2 separate regions of the Mus musculus genome follow, and region 1 is linked to region 2. The links are chromatin contacts, called in public Hi-C maps. All regions are on one chromosome and are shown on one strand. Each heading gives the region's core, a stretch centred on a gene start, on an enhancer-like site or on the middle of the called end of the contact. The rest is flanking DNA. Distances are from core to core; before and after follow the strand shown. Region 1 has its middle 290 kb from the start of Gm11351. Region 2 overlaps Dcdc2a (doublecortin domain containing 2a).

Evidence for each region. A called contact is a pair of places that touch in the nucleus more often than the background predicts.
Region 1: a Hi-C map of cortical neurons shows a contact between it and region 2, with 2.3 times the contacts expected there. The contact joins two enhancer-like sites. A contact is called at or near these places in 3 of 484 Hi-C or Micro-C datasets (cerebral cortex and cortical neurons) and 1 of 115 datasets of contacts at active chromatin or transcription factors (neural progenitor cells).

The regions. Positions count from the first base shown.
Region 1 is chr13:25,676,512-25,683,685 of GRCm38.p6, reverse strand. It overlaps the pseudogene Gm11350. Among named protein-coding and RNA genes, the nearest start is that of Gm11351, 290 kb to the left of the region's middle. Within about 2 kb of position 5,230, at least 10 of the 459 cell types and tissues checked have an H3K27ac peak or open chromatin away from gene starts, as enhancers often do. A contact at or near this core is called in cortical neurons, where this site is marked.
Region 2 is chr13:25,183,313-25,190,373 of GRCm38.p6, reverse strand. Dcdc2a (doublecortin domain containing 2a) reads right to left here. Exons shown (of 10, transcript NM_177577.3): 8 at 2,598-2,698. Among named protein-coding and RNA genes, the nearest start is that of Nrsn1, 83 kb to the left of the region's middle. Within about 2 kb of position 2,938, at least 44 of the 459 cell types and tissues checked have an H3K27ac peak or open chromatin away from gene starts, as enhancers often do. A contact at or near this core is called in cortical neurons, where this site is marked.

The sequences.
Region 1 (7,174 bases), core at 3,981-6,480, 490 kb before region 2:
TATCAGACTAGCATACTCAAGAAACAGTCTGGACTTCTTTTCCCTCTGAAACCCTGATTTGCTGAGGTCGGTGTGTAAACAATTTCTCCTTGGGTGGGGGAGTAGCAGAGTAGAATTTTGAGCCATTATGAAAATTGGCCAAGGCAACTGAAGTATCTACAGTCAAATGTTTTAGGCCACTTTAAGTTTAAACCAGCCTGGTTCAAATTTGGTCTCACAATTCCATTCCTTCTGTTTGCTTTCTCAAGGGAGGAATGGACACAGGAAGGCTGGACAAGATTTGGCCACTTACAGAGAATTAAATGATAAGCATTATTACTCATTAAGCATGAAGGGAGGACAGCCAGTCAGTACATTGCTTCGTTTCTCTAGGCAACTATTTTGATAGGAAATAGACAGATAACTGACATGAGTTCCACAGTAGATGTCTATGATAGGTTACATATGCGGGGATGACTGCCTATCCAGCTTGTTTATGTATTTTCTCATCAGTTCAAATAGGAGAAGGAATATACAGGTCAGGGTTCTTAGTTGTACTGCTAGGTCAGTACCATAGTAGATGCCTCTTTGGCTTTGATGAGCATGGGTGTGAGATCCTATAGCTATTGCTATGTGAAGCCTCACCATCTCTAGAGTTTTATAAGGAGGGGTGCCCAAAAGGCTGCTTTGTCAAGAGTTCTATTCTCTCATAAGATCAGAAGAGGAACCAGTGCTTGCTGCATACTGCATACTATAAGCTACTCATGTTGTAGTTTTACCATTGAAGTCTCTGGACACATAATTTTGTGATGTGTGTGAGATAATCTCCAGTTTACCAAATGCAGGACATGCTGATTGTAGGCTACCTGAGACAGCAGTCAAAACTCGTGTCTGTTTTTAACAATATTTGATAATTTTATACATGAATATACTATATTTGCATCATTATCTCCTCCCTTTTCCTCTCCAGTATCTCTCATGGCCCGCCATCCAATCAAACATATATACATACATTCATACATACACACACATATGTGTGTATATATATGTATATGTAAATATATATGTATACATAATCAATTTAGTGTTGTTCTATCTGTATGTATCTAGAGCTAACAAGTTGGAAATGAATGACCTATCAGAAAGTTCATCCCTGAAAAAGATTAATATCTCTCTTTGTCTCTCTCTGTCTCTTTGTCTCTCTGTCTCTTTGTCTCTCTCTCTCTATCTCTCTCTCTGTGTCTCTCAGTAGTATTGAGTAAATATATATATTGTACAAAGGTTTGGAGCCTTATGAGATTTCTTCCACCCACGCTGGAATGTTGTTAACTAGTAGTGCCATTGAGTAGGTTTTGTTTTATGGGACCAAACTTTTGTGACTTCATGAATGAAAATGCCCTGTCCTATATAAAAGACACTAGTGCTACCTCGAAGCAGAGCTCCTAGTCCCATGGGCAATAATTTTCCCACCTCTTCTCAAATGTTTTAGTTGTATTGAAGATATACCACGTCAGGTTGGGTACCTTCAGCCATTTGTTCTCTGCAGTTCTCTATCAGAGAACTGTATATTTCTGTAAGTTATGAACTTCGGAAGAAGAAGAAGAAGAAGAAGAAGAAGAAGAAGAAGAAGAAGAAGAAGAAGAAGAAGAAGAAGAAGAAGAAGAAGAGGAAGAAGAAGAAGAAGAACAACAACAACAACAAAGGCAACAGCAGCAACAGCAGCAACAGCAACAGCAGCAGCAGCAGCAACAGCAGCAACAGCAGCAACAGCAACAGCAGCAGCAGCAGCAGCAACAGCAACAGCAGCAGCAGCAGCAACAGCAGCAACAGCAACAGCAACAGCAGCAGCAGCAACAGCAGCAACAGCAGCAACAGCAACAGCAACAGCAGCAGCAGCAGCAACAGCAACAGCAGCAGCAGCAGCAACAGCAGCAACAGCAACAGCAACAGCAGCAGCAGCAACAGCAGCAACAGCAGCAACAGCAACAGCAACAGCAGCAGCAGCAACAGCAAGAAGCTTCTTTGGTGAGAGGTGTAAACTATACTTCTCTGTGCAGATAAAAATAAATATTTACTATGCACTTAGGATTTATACTGGCTTAGGAACATGGAGATAGAGTTTCTCTTATAGGTTTCATGACCCTCCAGACTCTGGTAATTGCCAAGTTTAAGGTACCAGACATGAATTTCCTCCTACTGATTAGGTTTTAGTCTAAGTGACATAAGTGCCACTATTGCATAATTGGGAATATTTTGCCATGATGAACAATGTTTTGGTTTGTAGGTGTGACAGCTCGGTAAGAAAATTGTATACTTTCTCCTTTGGAAGCTTATCTTAGAGCTAGTCCTTACACAGGAGGCTTCTAGGCAGCTTGATTCCTCCATGTCTAGTGCCCAGTGTGTGTGAAGCCATTAGCAATAAGATCTTACCTCCAGGTTGTAGTAGGCAGCCAGAGACAATAGCAATCCCATCTATTGTTTTGGGCAGGAAATCTTTTCTCCTTTTATGTTACTTGTCTGAAGCATTTTGTTAAAGTTCTGGAAATTCTCGTAAAGCACTGCTGTAGGTATGGCCTTTGCCATCAGTACTGCAATGAAGAGCTGGGAAGATGAACATGATCTTTCTGATATCAAAGAAGACAAACTAAAAGGAAAGAGGACGAATCTCCAACACAGCAGATTTTTTTTTTTTTTTTTTTTTTGCCTAGACACTAAAAAGTGTCTTTGCCAAATACTATAATGTAACTACAAATCCCAAGCTCTTTACTACCACAGCTGGGGCTCATCAGCAAGAGGGAGAAACTGTTTTAAATTTGGACCAGTGTGATGTGAACATCTTTAAATCCTTCGTAATTAGTGTTGCAATGATCATCCAAAGTCAATTGCTTGCTGTTTCTAATCCAGGGTACATTGTGAACTATATACTTTGAAAGGTATATTCGGCTTCCACAAAATCTGTTCTACTGGAAGTCACTTCCTCTAGATTTCTCTCAGTTCCAATGAATGATGGAGAAATTGCTGTATTACATTCAATAACCTGTCACTGGATAGTGTGTAGGTTGTTTGGGTTATAAGATGAGTCTAGTATGCCTGGATGGAGTGGGATGATCATTGCTGACAGCTCTTTCATGTATGTTCATGAGCATAGGTACTCAATCAAATAAGAAGTGACAAAAAGTGATTCAGAAGCCAGTGCTTGGCAAGTGCTTCTGAGGTCATGACTCCTGGGCATTAGATAACCTGGGGCAGATTTGGCAAAAATGTAATGAAGACCCGTAGATGGTTTTATCCAATTTCTAAAGCATGGTTACGATTCTCTTCAGAATAAAAAATAATGGCTCTCTCAGTGAGCTTTGCATTTTGGGACAAATATGCAGTCTCAAATACTGACTTCTCAAATATGACTCTTATTCCTGAAAAAGGAAGGTTTCTAATTGAGGAAGAATGCATTTTGGGCTACACAAGGACCTGCCATCCTGAAATCTGGCCCTTCACTGTTGAGGCTGCACGAGGACTTCAGTTGGAGGTTTTTCCTGTTGTCCTTTCTGGCTGATCTGTGATGGAAATGCTAATAATATGAAGGTCTAGACAGGAATTCAACACATTAAACTTAGAAATATTCATGGCTTACAAACCCAACTCAAACACCTATCCTGAAGTTATTTATCGTTCCAAAGCAGTTAGTGTCAAATAGTTCAATTGCCTCTGAGATTCCAGTGAGGACTATATACCAAAGAGCCAACTTCAATGTTTTCTTGGATACAAGGTAAAAATAAACAAATAGATAGAAGCATAGATAGATACTGATAGTCTTCTGTATGACTGTGCTTATGGACTATGTTTCATGTGTTATATGCATTTATAATTACATAGCCATATAAGAGAATTCAAATATAAACAGAAGCACTAACAATCTGAGTGCTGTAAAACACCCCAAGTTTCAAATAGTGGGAGGATCTGAGAAGATAGGTTAGTTCAGTGAGTATGAGAACTATGCATTCATAAGGAAAATATTTATAATGTGCATAATATAAAAGCTCAGACATGTCTGAACACACCTATAATCCCAGCACCAAGGGCCAGAGGCAAGGCATATCCAGCATCTTCCGGTCTAGCCAGCTCTGAACCTTCATTTCACTGAGGGACTGTCTGAAAAGAATGAATAGAAAGCAACAGAGGAAGACACTCAACCTTCTCCTCTGGCCCCTCCTCTCCAGTGCATTCCATCTCTACCCACACATCCACATATGCACAATATACCAAAGGAAAAGAAAGAAGACCTTCAAAAAATGGGGTGGAAAGGTTAAACAATGAAAACAAATGAAAAACTACAAAGGCAAGAAGGATAGTGTGATGGTTTTAATGAGATGAGAACCATAAATCTAGGACATTTGATATGGTTCCCAATTGGTGGATGTTTGGATAGGCTTAATGGTGTGGGCTTGATAGAGGAATTACATTACCAAGGTTGGTTTTGAGCTTTCAAAACATTCATGCCATGTCAAATGAGGTCTCTCTGTTTCTTGTTTGTGGTTCAAGATTTGAGCCCTCAGCATCACTTGTCACTTACTGCCTCTGCTCTGATATCTTTGTTTTAATCTCCTGGAACACCAAGTCCATAATGAATTGTCTTTTCTGTGAGATGCTTTGGTCATAGTATTTCATTAAAGCTAGAAATTAGCATGTGTTGAAGTGACAATACACATGACTTGATATGCAATTTTTTCTACACATGCCAATGAGATATCAAAGGACTTTGTGACGTTCTTATGATCTGTCATTAAATTCTTGTTCATGAATTTCTATTGAGTAGTTGCTAATGTAGATGATATCAAATACACTTTTGGAACTTGTATGATGTATTTTGAATAAGTCCAAAAAAGTTTCAAACTGAATTTCAGAACATTTTAAATGAATATTTGAGTCACAGGCAGGTCATGTGGACTATGAGATGAAAATTTTGCATCCTGTTGGTGACATTCATAGCTGAATTCTGGTGAATATTCATGTTAATGAGTAAGAAGAGATCCATTCTCTGTCATAGCTGTTTAAGCAATAAAATTTTGCACTGAATAATCAGCAGAATGAATCAATGTGCCCTTCGGTATGCAGGGTGGGAATGTTTTTCCCCACAGGTCATGGGAAAAGTCAAAGATTAAATAGGAAATGTAGTTGAGCTCTCCTTAGCAACAATCTAATTTTATATCCTTCCAAACTCACTACCACAGTCACGCTCTCCTGAGAAGGATGGGGTTATTTCTATCCTGAGTTCCTGTTTCTAGAATACAGTTTTGCAAGAGTTCTATATTCAGTGCACAAAAGTAGGGCACCTTCTGCAAAAATAAAGAGTAGCTCTTGTTCCTAAGAGCTTATCACCCAAAGGCACTAGTAATGTGAAATGTTGAGTAGCTACACAGCAGCAAATGGCAGAAAACTAGTCAGTATTTTTAGAAAATATAATTTCCCCAGAGAGAAAAAGATTAGTAAATTCAAACTAGAAACCCAAGTTTAAAGGGGGGGGGGAGTACTTTCAGGATGAGGGCCATTATTTGAGATGTAGACGCTTAAGGAGACAGGATTGGTTGCCCCTTTCATGTGACACTATTTTGAGGGAGATGCAAATGAGTATTTACTCAGTCCAGATAAAGTATTGATGACAGAGCAAGGTAATGATAGCATAAAAGTCCAACTTGGTGAACCAATGATTTCATTAGGGTCAGTCCCAAGAGTGTGTGTGAGAGATTACCTACAGGACCAAGGATGACTCAAAGTCAGCTATGCACCCAGCATGGGGTGACAGCTCATGAAAACATGAAACCTGGGACTCTTTGCATGATTTGTAGGTAGCTCAGCAGGATACAAATTCTTCTTTCCTTGGCACCCTTTATTGCTAATATAGCCTTGCACATATAACAAGTTTCTGGGACTTCCTGAGACTTCTGTATTGTTTACTTGCAGCATCATAACCTACCTCTCTTTAGAAATTTAAACTTCCTGTGTCTTATGGGGGCTCATTTTAGACCTAAATGAGCTTTCCTCCAGGATGGAATATTTCACTTACAAGGCCACTGCTACACAACAATGGCATGTCTAGTTAGGGCCTCATTGCTACCATGTCCAGGCCTAATATTAACATCTATTATAAGAGCATTTCATATCTGTGCCCTAACAAACTGATATATTTGCCGGGAGAAGGTGGTTAATATTAAAGACTGTCATGATTTCATTTTGTCATCCTTACTGCTAGAAAGCACAATGAGAATGACAGGGTATGTTAATATTCATGTCATGCATGGAAATTTGCATCATGTTTCATTATTACTAGTTTCAAAATTCCATCACTATCATTATTGGCTAGGTTCTAAAACACCATGAGGTACATAAGGAAGATTATTCTCCTGCCTAAACAGACACTAAGATTTCCCATGACCACAGAAGTCCAAGCAAAAAATCTGGAACTTGAATCCATTGTCTGCTTTACCCAGATGATCACATACTCACTCTGGTGGTTCATATGACCTCCACAGTACCCACCAGGGCCTTCTCAGTACCAACTAAGGTCTTCTCAGTACCCACCAGGACCTTCTCAGTACCCATCATGATCTTCTCAGTACCCGCCAGAAGTTTTACATCCTTTTTCCTACAGAAATGTTTATTATTTTCTCAGTTTTGATGTTCTAGTATATTTGTCTCTTTTTTTTTCTTTTGTTTTTTTCCAATTTTTTATTACATATTTTTCTCAATTACATTTCCAATTCTATCCCAAAAGTCCCCCAAACCCTCCCCTCCCCAGTCCCCTAACCACTCATTCCCACTTTTTGGCCCTGGTATTCCCCTGTACTGGGGCATATAAAGTTTGTGTGTCCAATGGGCCTCTCTTTCCAGTGAGGGCCGACTAGGCCATCTTTTGATACATATGCAGCTAGAGTCAAGAGCTCCGGGGTACTAGTTAGTTCACAATGTTGTTGCACCTACAGGGTTGCAGATCTCTTTAGCTCCTTGGTTACTTTCTCTAGCTCCTCCATTGGGGGCTGTGTGACCCATCCAATAGCTGACTGTGAGCATCCACTTCTGTGTTTGCTAGGCCCCGGCCTAGTCTTACAAGAGACAGCTATATCAGGGTCCTTTCAGCAAACACTTGCTAGTGTATGCAATGGGGTCATCGTTTGGAGGCTAATTATGGGATGGATTCCTG
Region 2 (7,061 bases), core at 1,689-4,188:
TAGGTTGAAGGTTTAATAAACAATACCTAAATTGTAAAAAAATAAAAATAAAACCAAGAGATTAGATACATAATATTTGAGATGACAAGATTATTTTATGTACGTCCAAGGCCATTCATTATACAAACATCTTTGACAACACATTCACACACATACATGTATGTGTCTAGATGTGTGTGTATATGTGCATATTTATCAACATTTATATATGTACATATATGTGTGTGTGAATGGAAAATGAGGATGGTAGGTCTGTCTGTCTGCCTAGTGATCACTACAGTTATCCAGAGACGAGCCGTGCAGTTCTCAGCCCTTAGCAGGTACCTGATGAAAAGTAGCTGATATTTAATGCGTACCACAAATGGGTGTGGTCTTCAGAGCTGCTCTTACTGTTATGGAGAGGTTGCCACTGGTGATTATCATTCCACACCCTCACTGGCTTCGTGCAATGTTCAGATTAAAGCCATCTAACATACAGAAGAGGCTCTGACACCGACCCTAGCACACGGTGCCCACTGTGGAACAAACGCAACTGAGGATCCCAGCACTGCGTGGAACAGGGCAGAGGGAAGCACCGAGGAGCCTCTGTCACCGGCTGCTTCTCCTCCAGGTCCTTCAGTCTCCTGGTGCTTTTCTTGCCCATTTTGAGTTTGTCTCTCACTCCCCAGGCTGCATTTTTCTCAGCTATCTCCACATGTCCAATAAGAAACCAGACACTGAGATGCAAGGCTGATCCAATGACATAGGAGATCCATCCTCCCTCCCCATGCCCCTCTCTCCAAAGCACACAACACCTAGGCAAACAGATGCCCCTCACATTGCTTGAGAAGAGGTTTTGACTTTAGAATATAAATTAGTCTTAGCTTTGACAACTAATAAATTTTGTGCATACATGATTACTCTTCTTTGTCCGAAAATATAATATTTAATTATGGTTTCACACAAGACTTAAAACTGTGTTTTCTCCCAGGGGGAAAAAAACTACAACTGGGGTTTATGAAAAATTATTAGTGAGAGCAAATCCTAGAAAATAAATTGGATTTTTGAAATCTGTGAAGTTTAGCACAACAGGATTTTCACTGGGAAGAATGCATGCAGGAAGTATGGGAGAATAGTCAGAAGTCAGCCTCACTGCCACCCTGATAAGACAAACACGCGTGGGAAGATCGCTCGTGGACCTGCCTGATTGTGAAATTTGCTTTTAGAAAAGGAAATAGCACACAATAGTCACAGGACACATGGCAATTCCTAGTGACTTCTACCTTTCTCCAGAGTCTCACACTGAACCCCAGTCCTCAAGTTATAATTGTAATGATCATATTAAAAAGTGCAACAGGGAGTATTTTATTAATTTATTTCTTTTGGACACAGGTATCAATTTTTTTTAAGTTCTCCAAGCTATTTCAATATGGAGCCAGGCTTGATATAGCAAAGCAATGTAATGTATACACTGATGGTACCAGGTACAATAGTTTGGTTAGACGGCTGCTGCCTTATTTATAATCTCCTTTAGAATACAAGTGGACTCCTATGTGTGAACTCATTTTGGTACATACAGTGGGGCTTTCAAAGGTTCACTGTATTATTAATATGAACTCTGCAAGATCTTTCAGTGTAAAAAATAAAAAAGTGAAGGGAAGAGAACTATGCTGTAATTCATATAATTCAAATTTAATAAGGAATTACTATAAATAAAAAAATGCATGGTAGGGTCTAGGGAGTTGGCTCAGTGGGTAAGAGCGTGCTAAGCAAGCATGAGGACGTCAGATGCCCAGAACCCACATGAAAGGCTAAGCAGGGCACACATCTTTGACCCAGTGCTGAGAAGGCAGGGACGGGTGGATCCTCAGGGCTTGCCAGCCAGCTGTCTAAGCAAACTAGTGAACTCCAGGTTTGCTGAGAAACCCTGTCTCAAAAGTAAGACAGAAAACAACTGAAGAAGACTCTCAGTGTCTACCTCTGACCTACACACACACACACACACACACACACACACACACACACACAAGGGGGGCTTGGGCATATGAGCACACATAAGCACACGGATAACTGGCTTACTTCTTGAAGTTAGCCAGAATTAACATGTCTTAATTTCTTCTGTTAGCATACCTTCCTGTAACACAAATAAGTCCACTGTCCCCCTGGCCTAGGAAAGGACATTACTACACACATAGAAAACATTTGAGTTCTATTTATGTGAGCAGTTCCTTTACAAAAGAAGAAGAGAAATCTAACCACAAAAAATATTGAAGACCCTGAAGGAGAGACTATCATGGCATTTTTAAAACACGTTTTCTTTTAGAAAATGACTTTTTCCTAAGATTAAAATTCCCAGCCAGTGCTTCGTTTTTAAATCGGACTTTGTGAGCTTGTGGCTCACATCCAGCTCCCTCTGTTTTGTCCTGCTTATTAAGAACATACCACTTCCACATTGAAGAGAGGCAGGTGGGTATTTTCTGGAGGAGTACCAAGAAGAACTTGGTATACCTCAGAAGTCATTTGACCTCTTGGCGCCTGAGTGTAGGGGGTCGGGGCCGGAGGGGGTAACAAGGCCATCACTGCTGGGTTCTGTGAATGTTTAGAGGCAGGAAGATTACCTGGTCCACTGGAACCTCAACCTGGGTGTCTTCATCTTCTTGAACTTCTGCTGCCCCCCTTGTTTCAGATCTCTCTGCTCCAGCTTTGAAAATGCCTTCACCTGTGGAGACAAACTCATATGAAAAAAAAAAAAACAAAATCCAATCGTGACATCGTGTGGCTGAAAGCTGACATTACAGTAAAATACCTAAAGAGGGATATGTAGATTTCAGTTCCTCTTAAAGATCCTGGGCCCCGATCATTATGCTTTAACTGAGAGGAGGTCCTGTGGCCAGAGGAAGGAGAGCAGAGCTCTGCTGGAATGGCTGCCTGCTCACACACTGCTGCTGACTGGTGCCGCCAGTCGCCAGAGATGGAAAAGCCTCCTGGCTGGACCCCAGTCCCCTCCTACCCAGCAATCAGTGACAACGTTCCCTGTGTTACAATACATTTAAGAGTTTCCATTTCCCTGGAGATTGCTATGCATTCAATATAATGTAGGCAAGCGATTCTCTTTATTGAGGGGAGGGAATCGTGTTTTTATTGCAACAGGCTCATGCACACAGTGGACTTTCTGCGGAAAATCAGCGTGCTCTAGCTTTGCAGATTTCTACAGGATTTTTCACAACCTGTGGCTTTAAGCTCTGACAACAGAAGAGACCTAAGCCCCTAGGGATTTAAGCTAAGCTCCTGTAACTTGCTTCCCTTTGCAAAGCAGCAATCTCTGTTGAAGAACTTTTAATGTCTCCCCTCGGGGGGCCTTCCCTTCTCCAGTCCCAGTAATCAAATCCTAGAGCCATCTGTCATTCTGTCTGTCTACTTGCTTCCAGACAGATTTAGTGCTTCAGCCACCCTCACAGATGTCTTCTTTGCCTAATTTTTAAGGCTCCCCAAGGATGGAAATGTTACCTCCTTTACGCTACTCCAGTGTTTGATTATCCCTGCAGCCTAGAAACTGATCCTGTCTTCTGTAACAAAGGCATGATTGTTAGAAAAATTACTTAATGCATGCCACATGACACCACACATTGCTAAAGGTCCAAGGTCAATCTTAACTATATGCAAAATGTATGTTTACATTTGTTGAGGAATAACCATACATAAGACACCAACACTGTAGTGTAAGACATGAATGAGACTTAGTTCCTAGACTGGGATGTAGGTCAGTGCACTCACGCTGTAGAGCACTCACACTGATGTAATCTGCTCCCTGTGGCTGCTTACAGCCCAACAAAGTGAGAGACACTGAACAGTGCAAAGTTGCTCAGAGGTCAGGGGTCTCATAGGTAAGAGGGCAGCAGCTGAACTGTTTCCTCTGGCATTAGGGAAGAGGGCTGGAGTGGAGTGAAATGTCTACCAGGCTCAACTGAAACCAAAACCAGTAGCAGAGGGAAGAGCCCACTGGGATGCTAATTCATTCTCATTATAAATGTTACTAAGGTGGTGGTGCTATACATTCTTAGGGAACATGCATTTCTTAAAAGTAGTGTTGTTATTCGTCTTGCTATAACATGTATACAGTTTGGGAAAGTTAGACGATGAAGGAAATAAATCCCTTCCGATACCTCATGGTCCAGAGACAGCAATTGCCAACATTTTCCAACACCCTCCTCCTCTTACTCCCCTTTTTCTTCCTTGTCTTCTCCTCTCTCCTCTCTCTCTCTCCCTCTCAAACAAATAAAACTTGAAATGTATAAGTCACTAAGTACTTTAAAATTATATCATGAGCACTTATCAAGACATTAAGTGTTCCTTGAAAACATTAAAAGTATGGCGAGACTGTGCCATAATTGCTAATGCAGATCGGATCTTGAAACAGATAGGAGACATTGTAAGAAGTTGATTGATGTCTAACTGCATTGAGATTAGTAAAGAAACGCCACTCTGGAATTAGGAAGCAGATTGTAGAGGTTCAGCCCCTGGTAGAGGAGGACCCACAGGCAAGTGCTATCTCCCTCTCTGTGTACACAGCAGAAGCAAATATCTCGCTTCTGATTCTTGTTTTCTAAGAGTAAGCCTAGAGCACTGTACACAGTAAGTTCACAGTGAGCATTTATTGAAAGTAAGGCGAAAAGCAAGCTCCAGGCTTACTCTTCTTCTCACATGTCAATCCCTTCCTGTTGATGCCCCCTCCTCACGTGCCGCTGCTCCAGACACTTTGTGGGTGTTTTGTTCCTTTCCACACTGTTCTCTCCGAGCACAGGATGCAACTGTACCATCTCCCTCTGCAGTATCTAATTGGATTCCCCTCCTGCCTCCTGGTTAAGGAAATCTCACCTTGCTATCTCCCTTCCCACCCCATCTCTTACCATCTAGTTAATCATGCCTGCAGGACTATCCTGTATCTTTGGCCCTCATCTTATGTATCTCTCCTACTGGACCATCCTGTATCCTTGGCCCCCATCTTATGTATTTCTCCTACTGGACCATCCTGTATCCTTGGCCCCCATCTTATGTATCTCTCCTACTGGACCATCCTGTATCCTTGGCCCTCATCTTATGTATCTCTCCTACTGGACCATCCTGTATCCTTGGCCCTCATCTTATGTATCTCTCCTACTTTGCACTCCATTGACAGAGCCTCCCCTACATCTGCCAAAGCTTCATCTCCTGTCCTAGACGATGTACATCAGTAGGGTGTGCCTGGATTGTTTCATAGCCTACATCACCATGTCCACTTCATGTTCTCTCTCTTGTCCATACAGAAGTCCTGGTATCATCTAACCCTCAGTTCAAATCACATCCAATGTTAATACTCTATAAAGATCACTTCCAGTGCCACTCCTGACCACAGAGCCGAACAGAACCAGTTATTTATTCCCTCCCAGGAACCCATCATCTCACAGTCTTTATTCATAAATCATTGTTTTGTTTATCAGCTTCTATTCCTTACTCTGTTTTGGTCCCTGATGTTCTACAAATCCTTCAGGTGGAGGCCACTGCTTTTGTCTTTGCAAGTCCTAGTGCCACAATGGCTGCCTTCAAACAATAGGTTTGAGAAAATGTTTGTCAAGCTAAACTGACAGTACCAAATAATATAAGTAATATGTAAACATCAAACTGGTCTACAAATGTTATCTGTAAAAGAATTTCAGTGTGCATGTACCTGTGGGGAAGATGGGGCATTCATGTTGTCTTCGAAAGTAAAAGTAAACACACACACACACACACACACACACACACGTGCACATACACATACATATACATATTTTATATGTGTTCTGTGAAAATTTAGGTAAATAAACAATACTATGACACATTGTGACTTTTTCAGATATCTTTATTGCTATTTAACCTCCTCACTTTTCTCCCGTATTTATTTCCCTAATCAAAGCTCCCCTCCTGCTGTTTCTCTCTTCCAGCCACTTCTACCCTGTTTAAACCCTGTTCTCCTTGTGGCTTAAATGAATCTTCCCTTCTGGGCTGACAGGCGTGAGAGGTCCCCTTTGAAGCTGTCAGTCAGAATCCTGATGACCAGAGGTCCAAGAGAGAGGCAACACTAGAAGCCACGAATGGAGTGCAGGGGAAGACATGTCACAACAGGGAAGTCAAACTCAATACTGGTCTAGTTCTAACTCTGCTGTAGATTTGTCTCATGTGGGGGGGGAGGGCACAGGGAGAGGTGGATACGTACATCACAATGTAACTGGTAATGAAAGTGTATCATACAAACCCAAGTCCCATGATGTCAGAATGGCCATTCTACCTATACAGAACTTCACTGACCTGTGTACACTTTGAGTTTTGCTAATCTCATGGCATGAGGGTGTTTTTGTTTTGTTTTGTTTTGTTTTGTTTTGTTTTGTTATACAAGTTCTCCAAAATAAAGTTTTAATTAAAAGACTAAAATAAAAATTATTTGATTTGGGCTTGAGACATGGCTCAGTTTACACAAGCACAAGGATCTAAGACCACACTCCAGCACCCATGTTAAACAGATAATCAGGAAGGGGAAGAGGAGGGGGAAGGGGAGGGGGAATCGAAGGGGGAAGGGTAAGGGAAGCGGGAGGGGAAGACGGAGGGGGGAGACAATAGCAGCAGCCATGTGTGGCAGATCCTAGAGGTGCCCCAGGGCTCACTACCCAGCTAGTTAGCCAAATCAGTGAGCTCCAGATTCAGTGAGAGACCCTGTCTCAAAAAACAAGGTGGGAAACTCTTGTGAAATGGTGAAGACACCAGAGGTTACTCTCTGGCCTCTACACAGACACACACACACACACACACACACACACACACACACACACACACACACACTATTTAATTCATCCCACAGCCTGGAAACCCTCCAACACCCTTCCGTCACACCTTAGAACACAAATTTCTCACCGTGGTGTAAAGAATTGGGATTGGAAGGCTGGAGCTATGGCTCAGCGGTTAAGAGCACTGACTGCTCTTCCAAAGGTCTCAAGTTCAATTCCCAGCAACCACATGGTGGCTCACAACCATCTGTAATGGGGTCCGATGTCCCCTTCTGGTGTGTCTGA